Regions from separate parts of the Mus musculus genome. Here regions 1 and 2 are each linked to region 3. The links are chromatin contacts, called in public promoter capture Hi-C maps. All regions are on one chromosome and are shown on one strand. The core of a region is the stretch at or near the end of the contact, and the rest is flanking DNA. Distances in the headings are between cores, read along the strand shown.

What was found. Promoter capture Hi-C pulls out the DNA fragments that hold promoters and counts their contacts.
Region 1: a promoter capture Hi-C map of pre-B cells shows a contact between it and region 3, with 2.3 times the contacts expected there. The contact joins the promoter of Spcs3 here to the promoter of Vps37a in region 3. A contact is called at or near these places in 2 of 39 promoter capture datasets (liver and pre-B cells).
Region 2: a contact with region 3 is called in a promoter capture Hi-C map of pre-B cells, with 4 times the contacts expected there. The contact joins the promoter of Aga here to the promoter of Vps37a in region 3. A contact is called at or near these places in 2 of 39 promoter capture datasets (cranial neural crest and pre-B cells).

Annotation. Positions count from the first base shown.
Region 1 is chr8:54,528,176-54,531,999 of GRCm38.p6, reverse strand. Spcs3 (signal peptidase complex subunit 3 homolog (S. cerevisiae)) reads left to right here and starts at 2,002. Exons shown (of 5, transcript NM_029701.1): 1 at 2,002-2,237; 2 at 3,585-3,658. The coding sequence starts at 2,095.
Region 2 is chr8:53,510,310-53,513,860 of GRCm38.p6, reverse strand. It overlaps Aga (aspartylglucosaminidase), which reads right to left and starts at 2,159. Exons shown (of 9, transcript NM_001005847.2): 1 at 1,930-2,159; 2 at 166-319. The coding sequence starts at 2,056.
Region 3 is chr8:40,510,042-40,513,827 of GRCm38.p6, reverse strand. It overlaps Vps37a (vacuolar protein sorting 37A), which reads right to left and starts at 2,045. Exons shown (of 12, transcript NM_033560.3): 1 at 1,595-2,045. The coding sequence starts at 1,719. It overlaps Cnot7 (CCR4-NOT transcription complex, subunit 7), which reads left to right and starts at 2,074. Exons shown (of 7, transcript NM_011135.5): 1 at 2,074-2,288; 2 at 3,602-3,786. The coding sequence starts at 3,697.

The DNA of each region.
Region 1 (3,824 bases), core at 753-3,252, about 14 Mb before region 3:
TTGGTTTCTACAAGCTATGCATTTACATTGGAAAATTTGGAACTAGGAGCATCCAATGAGAAACAACAACAACAACAACAACAAAAACATGTGAAGTTTCTCTTTCAGAGTCTGGGTTACCTTCCTCGGTATGATGTTTTCTAGTTGCATCACTATGTGCAAAGTTCATGATTTCATTTTTCTCTACAGTATTCACAGACAGGTTTTCTATAATTGTTGAGGTATGGCCATTTGCTTGTATTGTAATGCTAAGTGTGGGTCCCCAAGACTTGGAGAAGAGGGAGTCTAAACCTAGTGAGCTGTGTGACCTTGCCCCCAAGTTATTTCATTGGTGAATAAAGATACTGACAGCCAATAGCTGGGCAGAAGAGACATAAGCAGGTTTTATGGTTCTCGGGCTCTGGGGGAGGGGGTGTTGTTGTTGTTGGGAGAAGCACAAGCAGAGAGAAGAGGAAAGGAGGAAGAGAAAGTTAACAAGGGTTAGGAGTCATGGCCCTGTGGGCTTGGAGTTACAAGCAGCCCACATGAAACATAGTAAGTAAAAACTCTGGGTTATTGATAGGAAAGTAGATTCTAATACCACAGAGGATGGATATCTGCCCAGCTTTTATGCTGCTTAGAGTTTAATATACATATAAAGGTTGTGTGTGTCTTTTTATCCAGGAACTGAATGATCAAAGGTGGGGTTAAGACCCCAATTGAGATTAAATATCTCCACAGCATCCAACAGGCCATTACTTTCCCAGGTACACTTCAGTCTTTTGTTTCACAGGTACTTCTTTACCTACTGGGAACAGATTATTGGGTGTGTCTTACATATACCTCTAAGTGTTCAGTATATTTCATAGCATGTATCCTGGCACTCATCATCTGTAACAAGAGGCATCCTTTCTCTAAGTTACTCTATAGTAATAATACTAGGTAGTGTGTGGGTTGATTTGTTCTGTCTCACCACATACATGGCTTCCTCATTTTGTCTCTAGCACTATGTAGCATCCCTCAGTATTTATACCTGTTTTATAATTTAAGCTGCTGCTTTGATTTTGATAACTTTACTCAGTTATAAACCTCAGTAGGGTTTATACAAAGTGATCAATATACTTTTGTGTCTCACTTGCAGCACAGTAACTATTTATTAAAACCTTCCTTCACTGAATACAGTGTGGCTACCCGAGAGATTGAATAACCAAGGTTTTAAACACATCTAAAGACCACTCTGACTATAACTGCTACATATTTCATTTATTGGCTCTATTCTATTTGAGCCAGGGTCTATTCTGTTACACTCTCCATTCGAGGCCTAGAATATGCACTAGGCAATTCTTAATGATCCTGCCTGTATGCTGTATGAAAATTAATTGCATGGTAATGACTGAGAGGAGTTTAATCAATATCAGTTTCTCATTAACACCGTTTCATGGTTTACAGCAGCTGTTGTACAACAACCTATTTTGGATAAGTGGAAATATTTGGGATTGTGGTATAAAACACGTAACTTAAGTAGAGGTTCGGTTCTCTGTTGAAAGCAAAGCAACAGGGATTTGACTAATTGTCTAGTGCGAAGGCTGCATACCAACACTGGTGTCCCTGACTGCTATTTAGGTGCCTGATTGATTTCATTTTTCCTCCTTTCCAAAAATGTCCAACTTTACCAGCTTTGATAGAGGTGAGCTGGGACCACGCGTTTTGAAAAGTGACTACCACAGAACAGTTAAGGGGCCGCTGTCCCTATAAACTTAACTGAAGGTCAACTCGCAAAATGCTACTTCCCTACCAAGCCACAGAGGCCATGGAACAACTGAGCAGTGGAGGAGGCGGGTCTCCCCCCACACCCCCGTGGCAAAGCCCAACCCCCGTGCTCTTTGATGATTGGCGGATTCACTGAAAGCACCGCCTTCCGGCGCGTGCACGGCCGCCCAGTGGGTGGGACCCAGAGGGTGTGGGAGCGTGCGCGCTCCCGTCGGAGGACCGGAAAGGGGGCGGGGCGGGACGTGCGCACCCGATGCGCGGGTGGGCGGGGACTGGTCGGCCGCGGGAAGCAGAGCCTGAAGTGCGAGTGTGGGAGCCGGGGCCCGGGAGGGAAAGGTCGCCACGATGAACACCGTCCTGTCGCGCGCGAACTCCCTGTTCGCCTTCTCGCTGAGCGTGATGGCGGCGCTCACCTTCGGCTGCTTCATCACCACCGCCTTCAAAGACAGGAGCGTCCCAGTGCGGCTGCACGTCTCGCGGATCATGCTGTGAGTGCGGCCGGCCGGCCGGCCCCGCCCGGGGCTGTGTGCGCGGTCCCCGAGGGCTTCGCCGCGGGCCGTCCACTCCGCGGACGCGCGTCCCGGGGCCCTCAGACCCCAGCCCTGCGCGGTCGTCTCCCGAGTGGCCTGGGTCAGCGCTCCCCTTCCTTCCTGTTCTGCACGTCCCTCACCCACCCGGGCCAATGAGGGAGCAACACAACAGCACACCCACACCCGCGCTTCCGCCCGGCGCCTCCCCGCCTGCAAGCGCGCGTGGGGACCTCAGCCAGTCCCCAGTCCCCCCTGGCCTGGGTGTCCATCCAGGCGCCTCGGTGGGTGGCTCTGGTGTCACGTCCAGCCCCAGTTGGTTCTCTTTGACAGTCCCTGAAGACGTCTGTCTGTCCCTCGTGGACACACTACTTGGCAGCTGCTGCCTTGAAGTTAGGATGTGCAGGATGCACAGGGGCGGTTTAAACATCCCAGTTTCTTGTTATTTTTAACGTCATTCTTTAGCCAGCAACCTGAATAAGTCTTAGGAGACATTAAAAATAGAATTTCGAAATGACTGTTCTTTTCCCGTACTGCCTGTTTTATTTATAGCATTTCCCTCCATTTTTCTGGCACTTTTATCTTTCACGCAGTGGTTTTAATTCCTGTATGCTCTGTGTGAACTGTCCTCTACAATCTGCCCGTTCTTTTAGCCTTGGTTTACTAATTTGTTTGTCAGAATCACCAGTAAGTGTCTCCTCTTACTACTGCTGCTGCTTTTGATTTTTCATTTTTATCCCCAACACTTTTTGTTAGGTACTATTGGTGATTTAAATAGACGTAGCTTAGATACCGGCCCTGCCATCACCTTCTGTGGTGACCTAGATAAACTTGAAACATATTAAACATTGTGATCTTAAACAGGTTTCTTGCAGTCGCAGGTGTTAACATTTGTTGTAAGTGAAGAAAGTCACTGGAAGGATTGTTGTATGGATTTCAGATAATTGTGGAAAGTGCATGTTGGCTCTGACATATGGCATGTGCTTATAATCAGGTGCTGCGTTCCAGATTATCTTGTGGCCTGCTCCGCATAAAGTATTTGTGTTTCCGTTTTTCTTTTTAGTTTTATTTTTTTCTCTTCCCTTGTGTTCTCTCAGGGCTCCTCGTTAGGCAGATGAAAACCACTGACTGCCTTCTCTTGTATTGAATTATAATATTTATTTTCAGACAAAAGCTTACTCTTAAGTTTACGATTTCGCTGTTAAACTTGGGTGTGACTTCTGCACACAAGGAGCCCTTCCTGTTTCAAGTTGTGTACGTTTAGTGTGATACTGTGAGGGATGGTAAAACTTTTATCTTTACTTCTAGAAAAAATGTAGAAGACTTCACGGGCCCTAGAGAAAGAAGTGACCTGGGATTCATCACATTTGATATAACAGCTGATATCCTTCAAGAAAGCCTGGCATTGCCTTTTCTGTACATTTGAAATGAGATGCGAGTGTAGGAGAAGGGGAAGAGGGAGTATGACTCCACCCCAGCCTGGGAGTCATGTGCGTATATCTTAAGTCTTCGTTTAAACAGCAAGTTGAAGGTAGGAAAGAAAAGATA
Region 2 (3,551 bases), core at 910-3,409, about 13 Mb before region 3:
GGCTTTTCTTTTCTTTTTTCTGTTCACTCTTTGTGTTGGAAGGGAGAAGCCCCATAAGCCGGGACTTCTGGCTGATGCTCACATTCATGCATCCTTCCAGCCTGCTCTGAATATGAGCCCACCTGACAGGAGAGCGCACAGACAAGTCCTGAAAAGCATCCTTACCCATCCATTATCATGGCATCCAGGGTGGTTTCGCCACCTTCATCAGGACTTCCTCCAAAGCCTACAGTCCCATCACACTGCTCCTTCTCACACACAGCACAGCCGTTCTCCACTGCATCCAGGGCAGAACCTCCAGATAGCAATGTCCACCACGCTGTTAAATTCCAACAGAGCTTATGTATAGTCATATATATTTTCAATGTGAAATGCAACAAGCCAAGAACAGTTTGAGATGTCTAAGTTTTTTTTTTCTTAACATTTATACTGTTAAGCTGAAATTTTAACAAGTCATTTTACCAAATGGGAACATTACAACAGGGAAATTAGAATGATACAGACCAAAGTATATGACTCCTTACTATAAAGAATTCAAAGAGGTTGGCTCTTAGTGGAAACTATTTAAAAAACTTATCAGTAACTATTTTTCTCTGTGTAAAAAATATGCCATCTTTAAGAGAGATAACTGAAACTATTTGGAGACAGTTGAACTTTAAAGTATTTTGAATTACAGCTTAACATTTCTTCATTTCTGTTTTTCTCATCTTGTGAGCTAGGGTCTTGCCATCTAGCCCTAAGCCCAAATGAAAATCCATGTACAAGTCTAGGCATGTCTACAAGTCTGGGTCTTCCTACCACAGCTACCTGAGAGCTGAAATTACAGGCATATGTCACTCATTAGATTACTAAAATATGCATATTTCACACTCTCAATGAGAACAAGTATCCCAGCAAGCCTCAGCAGAGTATTACAGTGGCAAATGACTTCATGTGGGTGAATTAATCTCACCTTCATGCAGCTTCTGAGATAATATTTTATAATTATAATTCTCATTTTCAGAAGAAAAGCACAGACATGGATGAAGTAATTCATTCAAGGCCACACAGTATATTTCAGAAGTTGCCCAGTTTCAAAAAGGCATTTCTCTAAGGTGTCCACGTTTCTTGTTTGTGTTTTGTGGTGTTCTTTGAGTATCGAGTGGGTAGGTATTGAAAGGAAAGACGTTTTACTTATAATTCCATGGATGTTGGTTTTAAGAAGTCTCCCCTCCCCAACTTCAATACTAGTAACTTTCACAGAATCATACCATGCATATAAAGGTGGAATTTCTTTGTTTGGTTATTGTTAGGAGGTCTCTTTCTTGGTCTGATTTCTCACTAACTCTGCTTCCCACACATCCCCGATAACATACAGATTTTTTCTGCACTGGATTCTGGATCCAACAGTGTCCACGAACATTTAATGTGATAGCAGTCTCAAGGGTGTCAAGGTTGGGGGCAATAAGGTACAATCCCAAGAAACACTGAAGATAATTTGAATGTATAAGTGATAAGGGCAGCGTCACAAACATTGATCAAATACATATGCATCCGTAGGAAATTATCAATTGTTTCCTAAACTGGAATCCAGAAGATAATGGAGAAACAGGAAGGAGGCTATCACAAGAAGTGTAGAGTGGAGGAAAAACTTTGTGGCAAAAGACTGCCACAAAAAGTGAGGCAGGTGACCCTGTACAAGTATAGCTAAGAGGCCCAATGTTAGAGGTCAGACAAGGTGGTGCAGGAAGCAGAACAATACACCAGATCCTAAAATGCAGCAGGGGCAGGGAAGATGGAGAGGGTCTGGTGTAAAGTCAGAGATGCAGGAAGGAGAGGAGGCTCGGCCTTCTGCAGCGGGTTCCCTCCTGCAACCTTAGGGACTGAGTGCAGCTTCCTGCAGAGGAGCTCACACAGTGCAGCCACCCGCCCCGGGCTGCCGCTCCCCACCTGCTTCAGTGGCATTCTTAAAAGGCCAAGTGTTGACGACCAGGGGCAGAGGGCTGGAGCCCCGCACCAGGGGCATGCCCAGGACCAGCAGTAGGAGAAGCAGAGACAGATTCGACTTCCGCTCCATAGCTGAGTGACCCGCCGAGCAGCGTGAAAAAAGTCCCCGCCGGCCGCGCGCCCAGCCGGCCAGCGCGAGAAAGGTCTCCACCAGCTCAGACTCAGGCAGACTCGTGATTCCCTTTAGTCTCATCCCCAACTTCCTCAACTCTCGCGAGACAACGAGGCCTTCTATTGGCCCAGTGAAGGTTTTTTTTTTTTTTTCTTTCTTTTTTTCTTTTTTTCCTTTTTTTCTTTTTTCTTTTTACAAATCTGATACTGTTTCTTTAGTGGTCTGGTCTGTCGACCTCTTTTTAGTTCTTTGTGAAAAGATACATACATATAATACTAGTACTTTTAGTGCTTAGCCCATTTTTTAAAGGGAGATTGACCTTATTGAAAATGAATATGAAAATATGTTACCCTAGTCGCACGATGCTTGAAAACTCAGATAACTGATAAGATATTATATGAGTTTTATGCATTTGCCATCTTAACTGCAAATTCAAGGTAGACAGCCAGCCCGATCTATAATCTACCCTGGACTTTCATTAAATTTTTAAAATGACTATAGAGTATAGGAGAAGTGCTCTTGCTTAGGACCTAGCTGTTTGAGGCATTTTCGACACAGACTTTTACATCCTTTCTTCACCACAGGTTTTTGTAGGACGTCCTTTAGTTACAAATCCCTGAGCTGCAGGGAAAGGACATGCTGGGCAAACAGAAACGTACCCTGTACATTGCCCACTGAAGTGCAGATTCCTTGCCTCCAGCCAAGAAGTCTAATTCCAGTCTTTTCTGAAGGTATTTTATTTTATCTTTGTGCCTGGCACCATTAAGTACTAAATAAATGTTTGAATAAAAGGAGAAATGGGAGCTTTACATGCATGGTACCGGCTGCTCATTTTGATAATTCAGTTGCTGTGCAGATGTGTGAGCATGGACCAGTAATCCCACTGGGACTCTGGGATGCTTGTCCATGTAGCTCAAGGAAGGCATAATTTTAAAGAGCATCTATAAATCTATCCAGACTGGTAAAATATGAACTAGGTGAGAGTTGTGAGGCTTAGAGAGTCTTCAAGGTTCTCATTGCACGGAAACTGAATCTGCAATTTAAACAGCATAAGATATCCTAGAATCATCCCCAGGCAGGCAAGTGCTATTAAAAAGTTAGGTGTAATTAAAAAGAAACGACACATGATCCTTCTATGGGGTTTTGGAGGAGGACCAAACTATTTGTGCTGTGCTAATGAGCATAAAGCTCTTGCTAGGTGAGATGAGAAAGATGGATGAAACGGAATAAGAAAGCAAGGAAAACACTTATTGTCTTCGGAATTAATTTTCCATAGCACCTGAGTTGTTATTTATAAGTTCAAAGAACCGAGACATGCCTTCAAGAATTATAAAATATAATACATGGTAAACTAGTCATGGTTCCTGAAGCTCGTTTTGGGCAATATAATTTCTCCAGCTGAAAGAACCTAGACTCACACAGAGGTAGGATAGCAAGGCAGGCAAATTTAAGG
Region 3 (3,786 bases), core at 796-3,295:
ACTTGAGAGGCAGAGAGGCAAATCCCTGAGTTCAAGGCGCCTACAGCGCCAAGTCCAAGATAACTAGAGCTACACAGAGAAACCCTGTTTAGAAAAACCAAAACCAAACAAGCAAGCACACCTCAAATCTAGGACTTGCTAGTTTCCTCCATTTCAGTCTACCACCATTAGATCGTGCCCTTTTGTCCTAACACTCTCCCACCCACTGCCTACTCCTAAGACAAAAAGGTTTCCCTGGGACTCGGGGTCTTCGTTTATGAAAGCTCCACACCACATAAAATTTGGCTTACACAAGTCTATTTTGTTCTCTCGTGTAGCCAACCCAAAGCTTTAAGAGCAGGCATGGATCATGACCTTACCATGAGTGGGGAAAAGCCATCACACCCGACAAAGTGGGACAACTTTATGAGTTGAATTTTCCACAGTGAAACCAACAATAAAGGATAGCTACTCTTTTCTACTTAAAAAGACAGTAAATGACTTTTTGAAACTTTCCTACAACCAAAAATGAAGTTGACAACCAAGAAACTCAGTTCAGTCAGCAACAGGCCTCATTCAAACTGATTTTGTAGTGAATTTTTCTTTAGACAATGTTTTTTTAGGTTATAGCTTACTTGCTTGGGAAGAAAATAGATGTGTAACACAAAAATAGCCCTTGATGGTGTGTTCAATAACTTGATGTTATTATCTCATGGATGTGTGAGTAGGTATGTATACATACATAATTATATTGTATAACATATTATAATGTGTATAATGTGACAAGGTTTTTGAAAGTCTAGAGTTTAATCATGTTGATCTCTAATATGCTTTATAAAATGTGCTGTGAAGCTGTTAGTTAATTGTAAAATCCATATATCGCAAAGCAGCTCTAATATTTGAAAGCCTGTAGCAGCCACGGACATATCTAATTTAAAAAAAAGACTGCAGCAAACAATTTTATATTTAAGAAAAAAAGTCGAAATAATCTGATTTCCTGTATTTCTAGTTTGACTACAATACAACAAGCAAACTCAAAAGACAACAGATAATGCAGATGGTTGTCTGGCAAGTCCTAAGTGTGGAGCCAAATAGAAGAAAGTGAGAAGTCTAAAGACTCTAACAATTACAAGACAGAAAGAGGTTATTGGAACAGGGTGAGCTTTAATTACAGACTCAAAAGGATTGTCACCAGGACAGAGTTAACTAAAAACACTGGCTTCCCTTTTCTTTGACGTTGCAACAGTTTAAATTTTCAGTTCATAAAACTGTTGGGAATTATCTTTCCAACTGTCTCTTAGCATGTTAACAATTCGAAGGCAATGCTACAATCAGGTAGATCAAAAGGAAAATTAGCGTGTGAGCTAGGGGTGCTGTATACAGATTAAAGAGAGATGACTCCGTTTGTCAGTGGAGATGAGCCAAGTCAAGAGAGGAGCTGAACAGCGGTGGGGCACCAGGGACACAAACTAGGGAAGCAAGCGCTTAACCCCACTGGAAGACCCATCAACAGGAGGCAGCTGATGGAGCGGCCTACGGATTCGCACACGGTGTGTTTGCAAGCAGCCCGCCCTCCCGTCCTACTTTACCCTGGGCCGAAGCCACCAGTCGTCACCTGGAATGGGAGTTCCGGAGTGACTCGATCAGCCGCTGCTTCTGCTGCTGGAGACTGGTGAGGCCGGCAGGGGACCCAGCCGCGGAGGATGACGCGCTCTTCGCCAGGGGAAAGAGCCAGCTCATCCTCCTCGGGTCCCCGGGCCCGAGGCCCTACAAGGTTCTGGCCTGCTGCTCCTCGCTTAGCCCAGTGCTTCCCGGGCGATCGAGCACGGCCCGGACGGGGTGCCCAGGGGCCGCGCCGTCTCCCACACGCCGCGCTCGTGAGTCCCTGGCCCCGGGGGTCCGAGCTACCACTGCGGGCGGCTGGAGAAGGGCGACTCGTCGGCTGGACGGAACCCCGGTGTGCTCCGGGCCACCACCACCCCGGGGTCAGTTAGCTAGGCCTGGTCGCCTTGCCGGCTCAGCTGCTCCAACGCCGGGGCGTTCGTCACCTGCCCGCCCCGCCTCCTGAGGGAGGGCCCCGCCCACCCGGCGCCCGGCGTCATCAGGCCGCGCCCTCGGCGGGACGTGCGAGGAGCGACGTCGCCGCGCTGGGCCGAGCGCCGCTCCAGCTCCCCTTTCCCCCTTTCGCAGGGCGAGAGGCGTCTATGGGGCTCCCGCCGCCGCCGCCGGTACCGCCACCGCCACCGCCGCCGCCGGGTGCTAGCTCTATGGCGAGGAGGAGGAGGAGGAGCGCGAGCTCAGAGACCCAAGTAGATCCGGCGGGGGCCCGGGCGTGCTGGGGCGCCTTGGGAAAAGGGGCTGGGAGTGGGGAGCCCGAGATTGGCGCGCGCGATGGCGCCCGCCTAAGCGTGGCTGTGTGGGACGGAACTGGCGGAGGCGGGGAGCCCGGGGGGACGGCGGTGCTAACGGGCGGGGGGCGGGTGGGGGCTGTCAGGGGCGCGGCGCGCAGTGATGACGCCACCGCTTTGTACCTGGGACTTCGTTGTGGGAAGGAAATTGCGAGTGGAGGGCGGTGGCCTACTTGGGGCCCCGGTGGCTTTCGTCCTCGGCAGTGGTTTTTGGGGGTAGTCGGTCTGGCTCTAGGCCATGCGAATAGGCACCCTGCTCCTGGCCGGCGGCCAGCCGAGCGACTTATCCTTGACATGAAGGCGGCCGTGCTCTCTCCACGTTGCTCGCCCACGGAGGACGCGCGACCTCAGGGATGAGAAGGCCTTGGCTGCCCCTTGGAGGGACCCCTGAGACCGCAGTAGAGAAGAGCGGGTGGAGGAAAGCAGGGTTAAAGTACAGTGTGTCGGTAGAGCGCGTGTAGGGACCGGTGTGAGGACGGAGGGGAGGAAGAAAGAAGGCGTGCCCTGCATCACCTTTTGTTTTCTCCAGCGTACATTTAGGAGTTTGGGACACCAGGCCACCCTCTTTTAACTCGCTGGTTTTGTCGGGGGTTATTGTGTGTTTGGTCCCTGTCCGTCTGATTAATTATCTTACCATTGTATACCGTGAACCTTGTGTGGATGGCAGAGACGTGAGGTCTCTCTTGGGTTGCCAGTTTTTGAAATTAGAAATTTTTAAATGTACACATTTCATTGCCTGCCTGCCTACCTGCTTGCTTGCTTTCTTTCTTTCTTTCTTTCTTTCTCCCTCCCGCTATATTTGTTTCTGAGATTGCCTAATGGCTTTTCAAAACATTTTTAAGAAAAATGTTTCCTCTGCTCTGCTTTGAATGAGTAAGATTTTTAAATGTTTTGTTAGAAGAATAAAAGCAAGCATTCTGTTATGAAACGTTTGATTTTGTTGATTTTTTTTTTTTTTTTTGGCTTGAAATGGTTCAAAGTTTTGTGTGGAGTGAATTGAACTCGGAGCAAATCTTAATTAGTGAAATTTATATTCAGTTGGGAAATCGGCGGTGTGGTGCTTTTATCCTCTAAATATTAGCTGTATACCTTGAGAAAAGGAACTGTCTAAAACTTGATTTTGTTATGAGTCATGAACTTTGTATAAATAAGGTTTATACCAGCCCAGTTTTATAATTCACATTCATGATATTGGTGTTTTTTTATTTCAACAGGTGCATAAGTAAAGGGTAAAGTATTTTTATGACACAAATCTTCAATCAAGTATAACATTTTGATGCTCCACATCTAGACTCCTTGTGCTGTCACTATGCCAGCAGCAACCGTAGATCATAGCCAAAGAATTTGTGAAGTTTGGGCTTGTAACCTGGATGAAGAGATGAAGAAAATCCGTCAAGTT